Linked DNA regions of Capra hircus: region 1 is linked to region 2. A link is a contact called in public Hi-C data. All regions are on one chromosome and are shown on one strand. The core of a region is the stretch at or near the end of the contact, and the rest is flanking DNA. Distances in the headings are between cores, read along the strand shown. Region 1 has its middle 150 kb from the start of OPA1. Region 2 has its middle 26 kb from the start of CPN2.

Region 1 (2,700 bases), core at 3-2,502, 500 kb after region 2:
AGAAACAGAGAGGTCCACCGTCAACTCTCAGCCGAGGGCCCACCTTCTTCAGTTTCGGATGTCGCCGTCCCTGGATGTCACAGGCAGCGAAGTCCAAGTCAGGGGCCCCTCACTGCGGTTCTTGGCTCTGCAGTCTTGTCTTTCGGAGGCTCAGCTGCCCACAGAGAAGCTGAGGTAACACCTCTGAGCCAGGCTCCTGCATGGCTGCATATTCGCTGAGCTGGCCACAAATACCCCTTGGCCATCTCCCAGAGCCCAGGTGTAAGCAGCCATCTGTGGGGGGCGGAGGGGGGGGGTGGTGTGTGTGGAAGAAAAACAGGAATGTCCCCCCACCCCTCTGTCACCCACGCCCAGAGCAAACAGTGCTCACCCCTCCGAAATAAGTAATCAGATGTTCCCAGGGTGGCCTGTAAACTACTAACCTCTCTCTTTGGGAGGTAGGAAGGAAAGAGGTTGCTACTGAATATTTCTCTGTGTTTCTGTCTGTGAGTATCAAGAGATAGCCTGTGTGTGTGTGAATCCCCCTTCACCCCGTGACTTACACAACTGGGTATTTACACACCAGATGGTCCCTGCAGGAAAAGGCAAGTCCCCAGCTGCTGTGGAATTTTAAGAGATCTCCCAGGAATGCCCTTCTGGGATGTCTGGTTCTAATTGCCTCCGTCAGCCAGCGCTGGCGAGCTGGCAGAAGCAATGAGAGGTGAAATTAAACAGATTCCAGTTCACATCAGACCCCCAGCCCTGCCAAAGTCCCCCAAGGGCCAGAAAAGAAAACAAATGCGGCCACAGTGGTGGGTGTGGTGGAAAGAACTCCAGACTGGAAATTGGAAGGCCCGGATTCACATCCCTGCACTGCCTCTAACGCCCTGCCCTGTGTGGCTTTGGACCCATCGCTTCCCTTCTCCTGCGGCAGTTTCCTCATTTGCTAAACGCATGGTGAGGACTACTGGCTGGTCTCCAAGGCCCCTCCCCAACCCCAGATTCAGGAACAGAAGTGTTGAGCTCTCATCGCAGCGCTTGGTGGGGGTGGGAATTTTTTTCTGAACTGTAAAACCAGATGCTTGGCATTTTTAGATCTTTAAGAAGAATGGCGTAAAGGGTGAGGATTTCGTCCCCGTCCATTGTAACCTAGCCCCAGCCCCAGCCCCAGCTCCAGCCCCATTTTTCCTCTTTACTTGGCCTAGGATAAGGGTGGCTGGAGACTCAGCCAGAGAGGAGACAGGAATCCCGCAGTTCCTTAGCGCCCCCTATAGGCCCAATGGGCAGTGGCGCTGAAACGGTGGTTTTCCAGGGAGCCACCTGCACTCCAGCCTCCCAGGCTTCTACTGCAAAGCCTAGGGTTTTAGAAGCAGGCGGTTCAAACTGGCCCCTAAGTTGTGCGGAATTTCTCTCTTTGTGGCGTGTTGCTTTAAGGCTCAGAGTAAAGCCGTTGAACTAATAGCCACAACAGTCTGGGGTTGAACACCCCATGGGGCTCCTACAGTATAGGCACAGTGGCCGGGGTCATCGAGGACAAAACACGGAAGGCTTTCGGTTCGCACTCAGCTCCTACTCACCCACCCTCCGCCCTCCCCCTCACTCTCTAACCCCACAGCAGACGCTTGCGCATCTCCAGCTACTACTGCTCACTACTTTCTGAGTCAACCTGTACCTGGTAGGGACTTTGTACGGCTAGTAACAGACCCACAATCACGGATCTGACTTTGTGAAATTGGGGGCTTATTTCCTTGTCAAAAAGGCATCCGCAGATAGCTGCAGTCCACAAACTCATGGGGAACCAGAGCTCCTTCCAGCTTTTTCCTTAGCCATTCCCACAGCATGACTCCCTCATGGGCCTTATGGACCAAGATGACCACTTAAGTTCTAGCCCTCACCTCTGCATCCAGAGAAGAAGAGGGGCCCAAGGGTTTCTGGGGTTCCTCCTTACTTGGTCAGTCCCCTTGAAGACCCATTTAATGACTCACACTCTGGCATCTCCTGGGCCACTCCAGTAGGGATGGCTGGGAAAGCAGTCCCATGGCCAACTCGCATAAAACTGGGCTCTGTTTGCCCAGGGAGGAGATTGGACGTACGGCCTATCTGCGCTGGGAGAAGCCAGGATTGGCCGCACAGTTGTCTCCTTCCTACACTGATTTCCTCTGCCTGCAGAGAGGACAGGTGCTCTGCAAGTGCTCACCGGATCCCAGAGAACGCCCCACCTCTCCACACAAGACCAGGCTCCTGCCAAGCTGGTGGAGAGAGATGGTATCTGCCCAATCACTATCTCCGGAAGATGATGCCAGGCAACTTCCTCTGAGCCAGGCATCTCTGGTATTTTCCCTAGGGAGAACTTTGCCAGCTCAAGGAGGACCTAAGCCCAGCTTCAGATGCACCTCCCTCGGTACCCGTTGCTTCCTTGCAGGCGCTAGTGGCTTTGTCTTGATCTTCCACTCCACCCAGGGAAGGAGATGGGGAGATCCCCAGCCCATATTTGGATATGCCCTCTATTCCAGGAAGAGAGTTCACTGCTTTCTCCCTAGATTTGTGTGTCTGGGAGCCAAAGCCACACATCAGCTCAAAACTCAAACCCTTACATGTTTAAATTTGGTATTTAAAATGGTATACAGATTTGGCTCTGCAGCTAACTGCTTAACTAGCTACTGTCTAGTTTTCTGGTCTCAGATGCTTGGAAGAGGTGCTGAAGGCTTGGAGAGGAGGCTT
Region 2 (2,700 bases), core at 87-2,586:
CCCTGAAATGTTGTGGCTTAAACCAACAGTAATCATTATTATCTCTCAGGGACTCTGGGGGCCAGTATACAGACAGAACTTAGTGGGGACAGCTTGCCTCTACACCATTATGTAGGGCCTCCCAGGGGTGACCTGAAGGTCCATACTTGCTGTGGTTGTTGACTCTAGGCCCATGGCTGTCTCTGTGGCCCTGATTCCTCCCAGCGTGGTGACTGGTCCCAGGAGGACCCAGAGATGGAAGGGGAAAGAGAGAAAATGAATGAGAACCAGGCAGAGTGCTGTCTTTTTCTGACCTGGCCCCTGAAGGCATCATTGTGCTCCACTGGTCAGGCCAGTCACAAGCCACCCTGCCCTCCAGATCCAAGATCCAAGGAGAGAGGACAGAGACTCTCCTCTCCGTGGGGGTAGTGTATATCCATCATACTGCTGGGGGATCTTACAGGATGGCCTAAGTATGTCAGAGCCTTTGGAGAATGCAGTCTGCCACGTCCATCTAGGACTGGGGCCAGGGGGCAGGAGGCCAGAGGAGGGAGTGATGCTTGAACTGAGTGTTGAAGACTGGAGACAAATGTGTGGGAGGAGAGGGGAGGAGAGAGATTCCAGGTGGAGGGGCAGCATCCTCTAACGGTCAAGGATTTGAAAAAGCCTGGAGCGTTGGGGGCAACCGCTAGCAGTTCCATGACTGGGGCTGCTGGTGCAGGCTGGGCAGGTGGGAAGTGGGGCTGCAGTGTGGAGTGGCTTAACGTGTAGTTTGTCAGCCCCTGTGGTTGTCAATCCTCTAAGAATCAGACTCTCTTGCAGGAAAGAAGTACCTATAGGATCTTGCACATCATTTCAGGGATCCAGGCCAAGGTTCCTAACACCAGGGGAATTCAAGGATCCCATCCCGTCCTGTGTTCTGTGGAGCCAGCTTGGGTTCTGCACTTGCCAGTGGTCTCTCTGCAGGCATGTGTGACCTTAGGAAACCCCAGGGGCACAGCAAACTCAACCTGAATGCCTTGCCCAGCCCTGGTGTCACTGAGCCCCTGTTGTTCCTGGCGACTGCTGGGCATTCTGGTCTTCCTGGCATAGACAGAGCCTCATGTTCACAAAGTGCCTTTGTACGGTTCTGTTCTCCCAGTGATGGGGGCGCAGTATTCTCTCTACAGACTGGAAGCCAAGGCCCAGAGAGCACCAAGGTGTGGATGATGACGTGGGTCTGACAGCCTCTCCTGGCCAGCCTTTCTCCTGACCTTGGGGCTTGGCATCTCACTGAGCCACCTGACACCCCCTTGCCCTGCCCCACCCACGAGGCTCAGCTCCGGGAAGGTGTGACTCAGGCATGAGTCAGCTTTTGCCTCCCCTGGGAAAACCTCCAACAGAGCCATGCTGATGACACCTGCCTCTCCAGCCCTAAGTCTGCGTCTGCAGTGCACGCTGGGTACGCTGCCAGGGAGGTCCCTCACACTTCCCATGTTAGGTCTGCACTCATCTTTGCTCACCCAGGTGCCTCTAGTAGTCCTGTGCCAGGCATTTCCTGTCTTTGGGCTTTCATGTACTTGGCCATTAGCAGGTGGGCGGAGAGAGGCCAGGATCTTCCCCTCTCTCCACTCCGGGAAGCGTCTCCAGCAGGGCCTGGGGCTCCTCCATGCCCCCAGTTCCCACTGCACAGGCCTGTTCTGGTTTCGGCTGGCCTTCCAGCTCTCCTCACACTGCCTCCCACTCCATCCCTCCTTCTCTGGGTGGTGCCAGTGGTTTTCCCCATTGCTAACCGCTGTGCAGCCTCAACATCTTATGCGGCTTCTCAGCTTTTACATCAGTATGCAACCAATTCCCTCTGTTTGAGATACCAGCGTGCTTCTTGTGGCCCAACTGAACTCCTGACTGAGACCACTCCTTCCCCCTCAGGATGGCACCAAGTCAGAGTGTTCAGCCTCCCTCGCCTCCCCCTCACACAACCAGTCACTGAGTCAGAGGACTGTGCCTCTGGAATCCTCTTCAGCTCACTCACCCCTCCCGTCTGCTGCAACCTGGGGCAAGTCTTTATCATCTCTTGCTAGGATGACCCCAGCAGCCTCCCACAAGGACACCCTGCCACCCCACCTTCCTCCACAGTGGCCTGGGGCTTTAGACAAGGTCCCCAGACCTTTTCTAATCAAACCTAACTTTAGAGCTGGTGTTTCCAGTCTAGTCCCATGCTACCTTCCAGCCCTGGCCATCCTCCACACCCACCTCCTCCCACCACGCACGCTCTGCGTGGCCCTCCACCCTTTGTTCACCTGTTTCTTCTGCCTGGACCACCCTCTCTTTCTACAGGTAAATGTCTATTGATTCTTTAAGACCTGCAGCACGTCACTCCCCGTTCTGCCTTCTGTGGCCCTGGACCTGCCTCCTCAAGAACCCTTCTCCTGGGCTTCCCTGGTGGTCCAGTGGTTGAGAATCTACCTTGCAGTTCAGGGGACATGGGTTTAGATCCGCGGTCTGAGAAGATCCCACATGCCACGGAGCAAAGAAGCCCACGCCCAGCACTACTGAGCCTGCGTTCTAGAGCCCACGCTCCACAATAAGAGACGCCACTGCAACAAGAAGGGCAGCACCACCGTTAGAGAGTAGCCCCCACTTGCAGAAACTAGAGAAAACCCGCACACAGCAGCAGAAACCCAGCTCAGCCCCCCAACTCCGCCCCTGCTCTCCCCCTTCCTCCCCCGCCCCGCCCCTCCC

What was found. Hi-C and Micro-C count contacts between places; a contact is called where the count stands out from the background.
Region 1: a Hi-C map of blood shows a contact between it and region 2, with 2.6 times the contacts expected there. The contact joins two enhancer-like sites. A contact is called at or near these places in 4 of 5 Hi-C or Micro-C datasets (blood and liver).

The regions. Positions count from the first base shown.
Region 1 is chr1:73,435,974-73,438,673 of ARS1.2, forward strand. No RefSeq gene overlaps it. Among named protein-coding and RNA genes, the nearest start is that of OPA1, 150 kb to the right of the region's middle. Within about 2 kb of position 1,253, at least 4 of the 5 cell types and tissues checked have an H3K27ac peak or open chromatin away from gene starts, as enhancers often do.
Region 2 is chr1:72,940,070-72,942,769 of ARS1.2, forward strand. No RefSeq gene overlaps it. Among named protein-coding and RNA genes, the nearest start is that of CPN2, 26 kb to the left of the region's middle. Within about 2 kb of position 1,337, at least 3 of the 5 cell types and tissues checked have an H3K27ac peak or open chromatin away from gene starts, as enhancers often do.